Linked DNA regions of Mus musculus: region 1 is linked to region 2. The links are chromatin contacts, called in public promoter capture Hi-C maps. All regions are on one chromosome and are shown on one strand. The core of a region is the stretch at or near the end of the contact, and the rest is flanking DNA. Distances in the headings are between cores, read along the strand shown. Region 1 holds the start of Mlip (muscular LMNA-interacting protein). Region 2 holds the start of Hcrtr2 (hypocretin (orexin) receptor 2).

What was found. Promoter capture Hi-C pulls out the DNA fragments that hold promoters and counts their contacts.
Region 1: a contact with region 2 is called in a promoter capture Hi-C map of hippocampal neurons, with 7 times the contacts expected there. The contact joins the promoter of Mlip here to the promoter of Hcrtr2 in region 2. A contact is called at or near these places in 4 of 39 promoter capture datasets (the 3T3-L1 cell line, cranial neural crest, hippocampal neurons and 1 more) and 2 of 9 other capture datasets (adipose tissue and embryonic stem cells).

What each region holds. Positions count from the first base shown.
Region 1 is chr9:77,247,835-77,253,263 of GRCm38.p6, forward strand. Mlip (muscular LMNA-interacting protein) reads right to left here and starts at 4,018. Exons shown (of 11, transcript NM_001368955.1): 1 at 3,913-4,018. The coding sequence starts at 3,957.
Region 2 is chr9:76,319,945-76,326,179 of GRCm38.p6, forward strand. It overlaps Hcrtr2 (hypocretin (orexin) receptor 2), which reads right to left and starts at 3,679. Exons shown (of 8, transcript NM_198962.4): 1 at 3,338-3,679. The coding sequence starts at 3,560.

The DNA of each region.
Region 1 (5,429 bases), core at 2,768-5,267, 930 kb after region 2:
CTAACAAAGAAATAGAATCACTAAAGAACAGCAAAACTGAAATAAAACTTGGTAGGGAAAATTCAAGAAATCAAAAGAGTAAGTTCAGAGAAAAGTCTTAACAAAAAATTAGATGAAATATAAAAGAGAATTTCAGGTAAAAAAATATCTTTATGAAAAGATCAAACCTACAAGCAAAGGGAATAGATAAAGAAGAAACTGAGGTCAAAGGCACAGAAAATATATTTAAATATCATAGAAGAAAAACTCCCAAATCTAAACAGATATCTACTAAGGAGCAAGAGGCATACAAAACATCAAATAGACATAGACGCCACCAGAAAAGAAAATCCCTGTGATACATAATAATTAAAATATTAATTGTAAAGAGCAAAAAATAATATTAAAAGCTGAAGGAAAAAATATCAAGTCATATATAAAGGCAGACATGTTAGAATAACAACTGATATATTGATGGAGACTCTGAAAGCCAAAATGACCTGGAAGGTGCCCTACAAGCTCTGAAAAGCCACATATGTCATATATATAAAAATTATACATACATATGTATAATTTTTGCTGGATATATCCGACAAAACTATTGGTCATAATCAAAGGAGAAAGAAAAAATATTTCATGATAAAAATAAACTTTAAAAATTTCTTTTTGGCAATTTAATTCTACAAAAGACACTATAAGGAAACTTCAGTCTGAAGAGAATGTTAACTATACTCAAGGAACAAATAATCCAAGAACAGTTAACCAAATAAATTTTTTTAAATCCACAATAAAATGATAGGAATTAATAAGCAATGCTCAGAAATAACTCTCAGAATCAACAGTCTCAATTCCTCAATAAAAGAGCATGAAATATCAGATTTTAATAGAAAACAGAATCCTTCTTTTTACTTTCTCTGAGAAACACATCTCACCATTAAGGATAGACATCCCCTCAGGTAAAAGAATGGAAGAGGTTATTCCAAGCAGATGGATCCAAGAAAAAAAAATCAGATGTAGTTATTTTAATTTCTGACAAAATGAACATCAAATAACAATAATCAGAAGAGATAGTAAAGGACAATGAATACATATTGAAGGAGAAAAATCAAACAACAGATTAGGATAATTGCAAACTATTATGCACCAAATGCAAGGGCACCCAATTTCATAAAAGAAACACTACTATGCTAAAATCACATTGATCCTAACACAATGAGGGCGGATAGCTTCAATACCTGATTCTCACCAGTAAATAGATTTTTCTTATTTCTTCCTTTCTGCCCTCCCTTTTTCCCTTCTTTCCTTCCGTCCTGCCTTGCTTTTCTTTTCTTTTCTTTTCTTTTCTTTTCTTTTCTTTTCTTTTTTTGAGAGAAAGTTTACAAAGTTGTGTGGCTAGAAATGAGAAATATCTTGAAAGAGTTGGGGAATGGAAATAATATAAACAAAATATAACATAGAAATTAAAATTATTTGTCATGATCTCTTTACGATAGCCGTGTCAGAGTTGACGAGTAGTAGCTCATCATCTAAAAGCAGTGCTTCCCATTTTTTCCTTAGTGGGAAGAAAGGTTAGACCCCTTACAGGACCGAGAAAGAAAGGCCATTAAGGCTAATCAACAACACATAATGAATGCTACTGACTTCCTAGGTTTTCCTAGGGATGTTTTCTTACATAGTTAAGCTTGTCAATGTCCTGCCGAGATGGAGAGCGGTGTAAAGAGGGGTACCACTGAGTACTCAGTAGTTGAGATTCCTTGTCAGCTTGATCTGATTTTGAAATCTCTTAGGAGACACTGCTGGTGTGGCTATGGGAGTACCTCCAGAAAGGCTTAACTGATGAGGGCAGAGGACCCACCTGGATGTAGGCAGCAGAATTCAGTGAACTGGGGTTCCAAGCAAAAGACAAGATAGGAGAAGCCTCATTGGTGACAGCATCCATCTTCTTTCTGCTTCCTGACTGACAGTACAGTTTAGCAGGCTGCCTCACACTCCAGCTGCCTTGCCTTACTGAGCATGTTAAACTGCACACTCAAACCACAAGCCAGAATAAACCCTTTCTCTCTTAAATTGCCTTAGGCAAGTATTTGGCTACAACAATAAATAACTATCTATAATAATTAAAATATTTATCCTTTCTTCTCCTTTGGACAAAATAGTCATTTAATAGTTATCAAGAAAGAAAGGATGATATGTTGACCTCACTTCCAGGTGCTTATTCTTGCCCTCATTTTCCTATGAAATGATTTGGTCTCCTGAAGTCTATCCAAAGGAAATTAAATAGATTTATAGGAAAGGCTTCAGTATAGCCCACAGGTACAAAACCCATTGACCCTTAATAAACGGCCAGTAGCCATATCTTCTAAAGCATATACAGTGATCTAAACTTACTTCCCCAAGTGCCTTGCACAATTGTCCAGCTTGTCTTGTCTTAAATCTCTAAAGTACAAAATTCTGCAAGGGATACTTCCACCTATAGTCTTTTAAAAAGTTGGTAGTTATAATTTTAGTACACAAAACAAGAACAAAAGGAAGCCAGTACATAGATGAACAAGATGTGCCCTTCTCACAGTATGATGGAGAGATTTCTAAACATGAACACACGATGAGAAAGAAGGCCATTGAACAGGAGCAAGATAGTGGCCTTCAACTTTATGGCTACACTCTGCCCACAGGAACTTCAATGCCCTCCCTAAGTGAAATATCGTCATCAATGTAGGGAAGCAATTCTACTTCCTTATTTTAGTTGAACAAATACATTATATATAATATTTACTTATTACATATAGATATATGTGTGTGATATGTGATATATGTTATATGTAATCTAAAGATTAAAGGCTTACCTCACTGAGTTACTACTGAGTAGAAATAAACTCAGGGATTGATTCCTGTCCTTATATGCATATTCCAGAACATCAGGAAAAGGGCAACCCTTTGATATTAACTTTCAAGAAAGTACTACAAAATTAGCACCCAGGTCTTTCACTGTGTTTATCTAGCACCTGTATTGTGTCTTACCAGAAACCTAAGGTTCACTTGAAAGGACCTTTTGATGGAATGGGATTTGAAGCTACACTAGCCACACTGTGGAATATTCTGAAGATCTATGTTAGCCTGTAGACTGATGAATCCCTTGCTCAGAAAAAAAAAAAGAAGAAGAAGAAGAAGAAGAAGAAGAAGAAGAAGAAGAAGAAGAAGAAGAAGAAGAAGAAGAAGAAGAAGAAGAAGAAGAAGAAGAAAGCCATTTACCATTTACTGCACACTGTGTGGCAGATCTAACAGAGCCCCAAAATGAATCGCTATGGAGACAAAAAAAAAAAATCATTTTCCCACAAAGCGGAAGCGGATGCAAGTTAATGGCATTCGCTTCTTAATTGGCAATTAACACTTTCAGCTGCCAATGCCATTTAAACATCTGATCTTCGGGAAACTATTTTAATAACAGAAATAAGAACTAAGTGGATTAAAATAGTGGCTTGAGATACCCCTTTTGTCAGACTGACCCCTTCTCACCGGTGGCACAGGCTATAACATGAGAGGTGTTTTCCCCAGTGCCTCGCAGGCTGTAAGCTCCTTTGCTCAGCTTCAGGCTGTGTGCTATTCTTTCTTCTATTTCCCTAAAAGTGCCCCCCAAACACACCACCGTGTTGGCACCCGCAGCACAGAGGACCAATAGCCTCTTACTAAGAAAAGACATCACAAGCATTCAAACATTAACTCTATGCCAAGCGCAATCCTTGGCTTTTTCTTTGCCCAACAAGCAGTTTTGTCTTTATCAGTTGCCCGTTTCTCTGACTATAGATACCATCTCATTTCAACAACACAGACAAATTTATCAGCTCCCGGGTAGCTCGCCCTCACACCCTCCGGCATATACCAGAACTGGGTGTCTTTAAAAGTTACTGAAAGCATTAAGCAAAGACTTCTCTTTACCTTGGGTGTGGTCTCAAGGCTCCCCGCTAAGATGCAGGAGGTCATTTGGAAGTAATTGTTCCTGCAGGCACTCAGAAGCCCCTGCTCTGAAAGCAAACCAATGACTGAGGTGGAAAGAGAGCCTGTTACTAAAACAACACAGGCACACGCACGCAATCGCCTACACACACACACACACACACACACACACACACACACACACACACACACACGCAAGCACATACGCATGCACCCATATGCACACGCACACACGCGCGCACACACACACACACACACACACACACACACACACACACACACGGTTGCGGGGGAGGAGGAATCTAAAAGAACACAGAACAGATGCTTCTCCGAGTTGAGTATTTTTCAGCTCCAAAGGGTTTGTTTTGACAATTTTTACTTTTGGAACTTCACGAGAGGTCACACTGACTGCTAAAATGGGATCAGTGGAAGTGAAAAATTGCTACCTCTATGTGTTTGCCCTCTTTTCCTTTCAGGCTTGCAGTCCAATTATGTATTCCCTGAAAGGAAGGGAGAAGCCAGATTGGACAGCAATGAGAAGCTGATTGAAGGGCCCTGGCATCTGCCAGTTTCAGTGATTGGTTGACCACGCTCGCAGAGAACATTCAGATGCACAAACACATGCAAACACAGCGTCTAAATAAAGAACTGGAAAACACAGTGATCATTTTGGAAAGCCAGTCATTTCAGTGACAAGTCCTTGGCGTGTGAACGGCAGTCAATGATATTGGAGCATCCGAGTGACTCAAGTTCTGCTGTTAAACAAAAGTAGCTCTAAAAGAGATCTTGTTACCAAATAGCTGTCAAAACAAAATTCCCTTCCACTGTTGCTGGAAGATAGTGACTGCCCTGCCTACCTATAAACAAGTCACAAATATTTCTCACGAGATTGATTTATTCAGTATTCCTATTCTCTAAGCATTGATTTTTTTCTACAAACCTATGCAATCTATATTTGTGCATAAGCACTGGAAGATGTAATGTGGAGGGAGCTGGCTATATACTGAATGCTATGCAAAAGTGAAGGTTTTATTTCACGTACAGTTACAGCATTTAATATTTTCAACATTGTCAAGAGCTTGAACTTAGGACAATCATGAGCGCAATAATGACTCACAGTGATTCTATTAAGAAGCAGGGAAACTATTGCAAATAACACTAGTACATCTTGCCCCAGGAAAGGGCCAAATTTCTAAATGTATGTGCTGTTACATCAGTAAGAGATATCTTCTGACATCTACACTCATGGTTATGTATATCTGATGCCAAGAACCTTTCATTCTTTCTGAGAATATACATAAATCTGTCATATAAATAACAGAGATACAAAGAGAAGAGAGTTTTAAAGATCGCCCATCACCCATCCTATAGTTCTTAAATGTCACTGCATGATCCGCCATTGGCAGCACCTTTAGAACTGTAGTTTCTGCTTGAGAAGTTCAGCAGTGGATTCTCCACACCTGCACTTTCAACAAGCTTCTGGGTTGTATCCTGTTGCT
Region 2 (6,235 bases), core at 2,429-4,928:
GCAAGTCTAGGTGATTATTCATTGTTGGAATGCTTTACTCTTTCTATATTGAGGCAATGACAGGGAGATTTGAAATTTCCCAAGTGAAATAATATCATTCAGATAGGGGAAGAGTGGCAGAGAATTGAGCATTTTCGTGGGGATTTAATATTTGAATGAATAGAAATATCTTTCCATCCAGGTTTTTTCTCTAGGAACAATGGCTAAAGATTATATCTAATTTACTTATTTTAGTGTTATGAAGACTTTTCCTTTTTATGCACATCAATTTTATAAATATAATATTGCTCAAATATATCAGTTAAATATGTAGATGAGTGGACTTGTTTATATGATATAGAACCTTACCACCTACTGCTTCCTAGGACTTAAAGTTCCATAATTAGACATGCATATGACTTTCTGCTGGAACACAAACACTCATCAACTCCCATTTACAGTAATTGTACCTTTTTGTGAATGACTTTGTCATTTGTTTCCAGGAAACTGCTTTCTATCTCTGCAAGGAGCATCCTTATAATGAAGTGGGGACATAATGTTGGTGAGAGATTGTCAGGATGAGAAAGAAGAGGCTGGACGATCAAGACTTTGCTTTTCTGCTTAGGCAGTATTCTGCTATATCATTTTACAAAAGGACATTGTCAGAGAATGGACTTCTAGCTAATGGCATTACACTTGTAAGTTCAACAAGGTTGATATTTTTCAAGTAGTCAGCTACATGAACGTGTACGTGTTGTATGGACCTGAGGGTCAGTAATTAGACCTGCCTGTACTGCGTTATGCTTCCTCTGCATGAGTGGAATCCCTTTGTTTATGCCACATGAGTGGTGTCACCTCTCCTGATACCCTAAGTAGAGCTATTTGTACCATGAGGCAATAAAGGTAACTCTTGTTCCAATCCATTTTGCAGACTTGACAGTGACATCAAAGATCAAGAAGTCTGTAAGCAATGACAGTGCTCATTTGTTTAAATGTCAAACCCAAACCTCTCCAACTTTCAGGAAATATGTCAGTAGTGTAGGAGTTTCAGTTCCCCCAGAGGAGATTTCAATGTTATTCAGGTGTAATTCACTCCCTGGGGAAATAGCTGTCAGTGTCTACAGAGTAGAGTTCCTTGGGTAAATCTTTCTTTTAAGCTGAATGGAAGTGTTTCAAGACTCCAGGCTGTGGACAATGCTGTCTTCGTTGACTCTATGAAGTAGCCTCAGTGATGTTTCTCTTCCCCCAACCAGCAAATATATATGTCTGAACTATGTAACCAGGCTGCAAAGACTCTGCAACAGAGGGTCTATGAAATGCAAACAGGAATAACATCAAAGAAGAACACATTTCTCAAAAACATTAAGCCTGAAATAAAACTGGGAAGGAAATGGTGAAGGTTTATAACTATTTCTTCTTAAAACAAAACAAAACAAAAAACCAAAAAGCACCACTTTTCTTGAATTTAAAAGCAGTAATATCTCTTCCTAGACAGTTGGGTTGTTGTTGTTGTTATTGTTGTTGTTGTTGCTTTTACTGAAGTGAATCATAGTGGTACTTTGCTGGCAGCGTATGTAGATGCAGAAGAGAAAAGGAAGCTTTTTGCAGACAACCCCGCACAGAGAATCCATTGTGTATAAGCTTTCTAGCTCTAGAGTAGAATTACAGTAGCAAATGCTGGATCTGAGGTCAGAAAAAAATGAGGCTGGATATGAATCATGTCCTCTAATAAGTGTTTTTTTTTTTCCTTTCGGTGTACTTTATTTTAAGATTTAAGTAAGAGAGCATGTGTCAAGTGGTCTTGCAAAAGTAGATACTCAGGGCACATGTTCAGTGTCTACCACTCACTTAGCAATAAGTACGTGCCACATGCGGTAAGCGCTGCTGAGCTCAGAGTGCTCTGTGCACAGCCTATGACTCTGTAGATGGCAAGGTGGAAACCAGAAGATAAACCATTCTTCTAACAAGAGGCTGAATCATATCCATTCACCTGTCCCTTCACTTTCATTGTATCCTAAGAAGATTCTCTTTATTTTTAATCTTAAAAAAAATCAAAAAAGTAAAATATCCTAAAATAACAAAGGGCTAAAGTTCTTGGAGATTTCTAGTCTCATGACTAATATTCTCCCTAATGAGCCCCTCTCAGTCAGGAACTGTCAGCTTATCTACACTGTGACTTCGAAGAGAAGGAAAAAGCATTGGTTGTGATGGATAGCCTGGCGAGTTCTTTACTGCCCTTCATTTCAGTTACAACCTTTGTTTTTTTACTTCCCAGCTTCCCAGCCTCTTTCCTTTCACTCACCTCTCCGCCTTATTGAGAAGGTAGTACTGTCTCCAAACTGCCTGCCTCCTCCTGTCATTTTCAACAGATTTCCTCCACACTGCCCTCTGCATTCGAAAAGCCTCCTGTTCTCCATTCATCAAGGTACATGCTCCTTCCATTCACAATTTAAGCCCTAGCTCTCTGGAGAAGCTCCGTGTCTTGAAAGCGATTCCCCATCCTGTCCTAATAAATCCATCACCGCGGTCCCTATAGTTTCCTTACCCCTCACTTGGTCCCTCAGACATGGTGGTGGGGAGAATAGTAATGAGCGCGCAAGAGAACCTGTGCTCTCACAGACCAAGACAGACTCTGACATTAAGCTTAATCTTGTTGTAAGAAAAAGAATCAGTTGGTAAAAATATTTTTCTGAAACTGATAACAACCACTTGCGCGGTGGTGTGCATTGGTTGAATGAATGAATGCATGCATGTATGCATGAATGAATGCTTGAATGGATGGTGAGAGTGAGCTCCGGGGTACTTTTTAGGATGCTCCTCCTTCCTCCTGCGGCTCCAGGCACCGCTTCTGTTTAATTCTGCTTTTGCGATGGAGCGCGCTCCTCTGTCTGCCTTTGCCTCCACTCTGCCCCTTCGTTACCACTTCTTAACCCGAGCCTAAGCCTCCTTGCTAAAGGACGTGCCACCGAGCTCACGAAGGCCTTATGACTTCATCAGTTTCTGCGGGTGCAAGTCCTCCCCAGTAAACCCACCCAGCCTGCACAAAAGCATTACAGATTCCCCTACACTCAGCAAATCCACCTGGAGGTCCTTGTCCCTCTCCTTGCGCTTGTGTTCTTGGTTCTCAAACAGAAACAGTTTCCCTCTTTTCTCTGCAAACAAACAGAATAATCCTTCTAGAGATCCCTCCTAGTTTGTAAATTCAGAAAACTTAAAAAAAAAATTTATTAGAAACCTCAGCCAAGAGCAGCGACCTCTTTGTTTGCACCCCAGGAGAAGGGAGGGGTCTCCCAGCCTTGCAGCCTGGGCTGAGGGGAGGTGACAACCCTTTTGGAAGGCTGCCGGAGACCAGACTCACCCAGGACGTTCCCGATGAGAGCCACAACGAACACGATGATATACCCTGCGATCAGGACCCACTCATATTCTTTCGGGTGTAGGTATTCCCTCCACAGGTACCGCAGGAATTCCTCGTCGTCATAGTCCGTGGGATTTAAAAACGGCTCTTGAGTTTCATTCAGCTCTGAAGCAGATGACCAGTTGCGACGAGAGAGGGAATCCTCCAGTTTGGTGCTGGACATCACGGACTGGTCCCGTTCGGCTCAGTGCTGCAAGCTTGTCTCCGCCTGCCCCATGAGCACTGAGGATCCGCGGTGGGAAAGGCTGCGCCGCCGCGACTAGGGGCTCTGGAGCCGGGAATGACGTGAAAAGTTCCTGAGCCAATGCCTCCAGAGCCTTGCGCCCGGCAACTTCGGGCTGCTGCTTCAGTGTCTTTGCAGGGGATTTGCACCAGGAGAAGCTGCCTAAGAGCCAGGGAAATGGCAGGGGAGGTTGCAGCAATGATTCTGGAGTAGAGATCCTCCTTGACCTCAGCTCCAGCTCAATCACTCTTCATTCCAGCACTTAGCTTGCAACCCACAGCTGTCCCCAGGGTTGAGGGACAGAGAGATGAAGCTGGAAAATAAAAGTGGGGCGGGAAAGGGTGGGGGGAGTAAAGACAATTACCTTAACCTGTTTCTTTGTGGATTACATGTCCCTTTTCCATCACTTGCCTTCTATTGTACGTGCAATTTCTATACTATACTGGTATGCATAAGCCTGTGGATGTGGCTGGAAGGTCAACGCATGGTTAACGGAAGATCCATTTCTTCGCTTGTCTTAGTGATGCAAACGTAAAAGTAATCATGACCCACTCTAGCCTGGGCCAGGCCTATGCAAAAGTCATTCCATCCAAATATTTTAATATTTAATATAGCCTCGCAGTATTTATCATGTGCCAAGTTGGCAATGGCTGAATTGTTAAGGCATTGCCTGCCACTCCTTATCAAGAACGAGGAGAGGACCATTTTTAATTGAAGGCTGTATTGAATCGGGATGTGCACTTTCAAGGGCAAATGTAACACATCTCAGCAGAACCTACTATTCTGCTACGTGGACATAGTATTAAACTGACTCCTAATGAGTTATTCCAGCAATAGATTAATTAATGCATCCCTTCACCCGCACCAGAGGAGATTCTGTTTGCAGTAGATGACGGTTAATGTGGAAACGCAGAACTGGCCAAGATGCAGAGATTAAGACACTGCATGATGTTTGGCCCTAAAAGGAATACATTATACCATAAGCCCCCCTCCCACAGCTCAGGGATCATTTTGGGAAGAGAAGCCTGGAAGAGCCTAAGAGTCTGAGGCAATCGATGACGGGAAGGAATCAGTGACACTGAATCCAGACTCAGTGTCGTCTGGATACAGTAGAAAAGCTGCACATAGGAACTCACAGTGGTTGTGACAGCATGTTCAGGACCTGTGCAGGTCTAAGCCAGAACAAACCGCAGCATGGGGAGGGGAGCTGGATACAAAGTACCCATCCCTGTTGACAATTGTTAACTCCTGGGAGAGTCCGGTTTTTTGTTTTTATTTTCCCTAAGAGTGTATCCTCTGGTTAAAATCTACCACCCTCCAGTGAAGGTCCCTGCATCCAAGAATATCTGAGTTCAAATTAGCCTTGATGGAATAAAAAAAAGTAACAGGAACACAAAGTTGAGTACGTAGGAAAGGCGAGATTGATCTTAGAAAAGTTGGGAGACAGAGTGGATGGATCAGAAGAAGTACAAAATTCTCAAAGAACTAACAAAACAATGATGTGTCCATGCATACATTTAATTTTACTGGAGTCTTAAGATCATTTAAATGCTAACATTATCATTCAAAAAATCATCCATTCTTCTAGAACTGTTGCCTTCTGTGAAAGTGGGGACAGGCCTACTATGGACTTAAGTCACAGCCACTGATACAAATGTGGTACCTGTTGAGAGCTGGCCTTTCTGTGATATAAATAGTTGGTCTTCTTTTCCCTACACAATTCATTTCGACTGTGAAGGTTTGTTGCACCTTTGATTAGCTTTATACTTGTTAGTGCCTGGAGATTCCTTGCTATTGGCGATCTATAAACATGAGCTCCATCTGCTATTTCTGAGTCACTGTCATTAGCTGTCATTTTATGGCATTTAACCTGTCTATACTTTGTCTTCCTTTTCCAAGTCTTCTACTATGATTAATCATGCCTGTGTGTTACAGTTGTCAGTGGGGAGAAATGAGAATATCTTTACGACACTATTCCAATGTCTGCCTTTGGTTGTAGCAAGTCTAGATTTATCTCCAGCCTACGAATGTTCCATTTCCTCTTCTCTCTGCTTTATCAGATACTTTCCTTAAAGTCTGTGGTACTCTAATGCTGTAAAAATTCCACTGAAATTATCCCACTTAAAATATGCTTTCCATTTCTGTAAGCACAGGAGAGATGATGAATATATCAGTCTTTCTTACTGACTGCCCCCCCCTTTTTTATACCTGCTAACATTCACTTTGAAATCTTTCTGCTGTATATAAGGAAATGTGTCGACACAGTATCAGGACACAATATTATTTCTGATCTTAAATTTGCCACATTAAATCCGCTAAATTAGTTAGTAGATTTAAAATAATGTTTTATCTTTAAAAGTAATCCAAATCTATTTGTTAAATACAATTTTAAAACGTATTATGTATTGCTTTTGGTCTAAAACTATGTAAATTATGTGATTTCCCAGCACAAGTATTATTAGCTATATATATAAATTTTTACATTAATACTTTTCACAAAAGGAAAATAAATCTTTTAATATTCTGGATAGTTTTTATTAGACAGCCTTGACCCTCCTAGTAAATTGAATATATCAAAAATTAGTGACAGTGAATAAAATAAGTCACAGAACCAG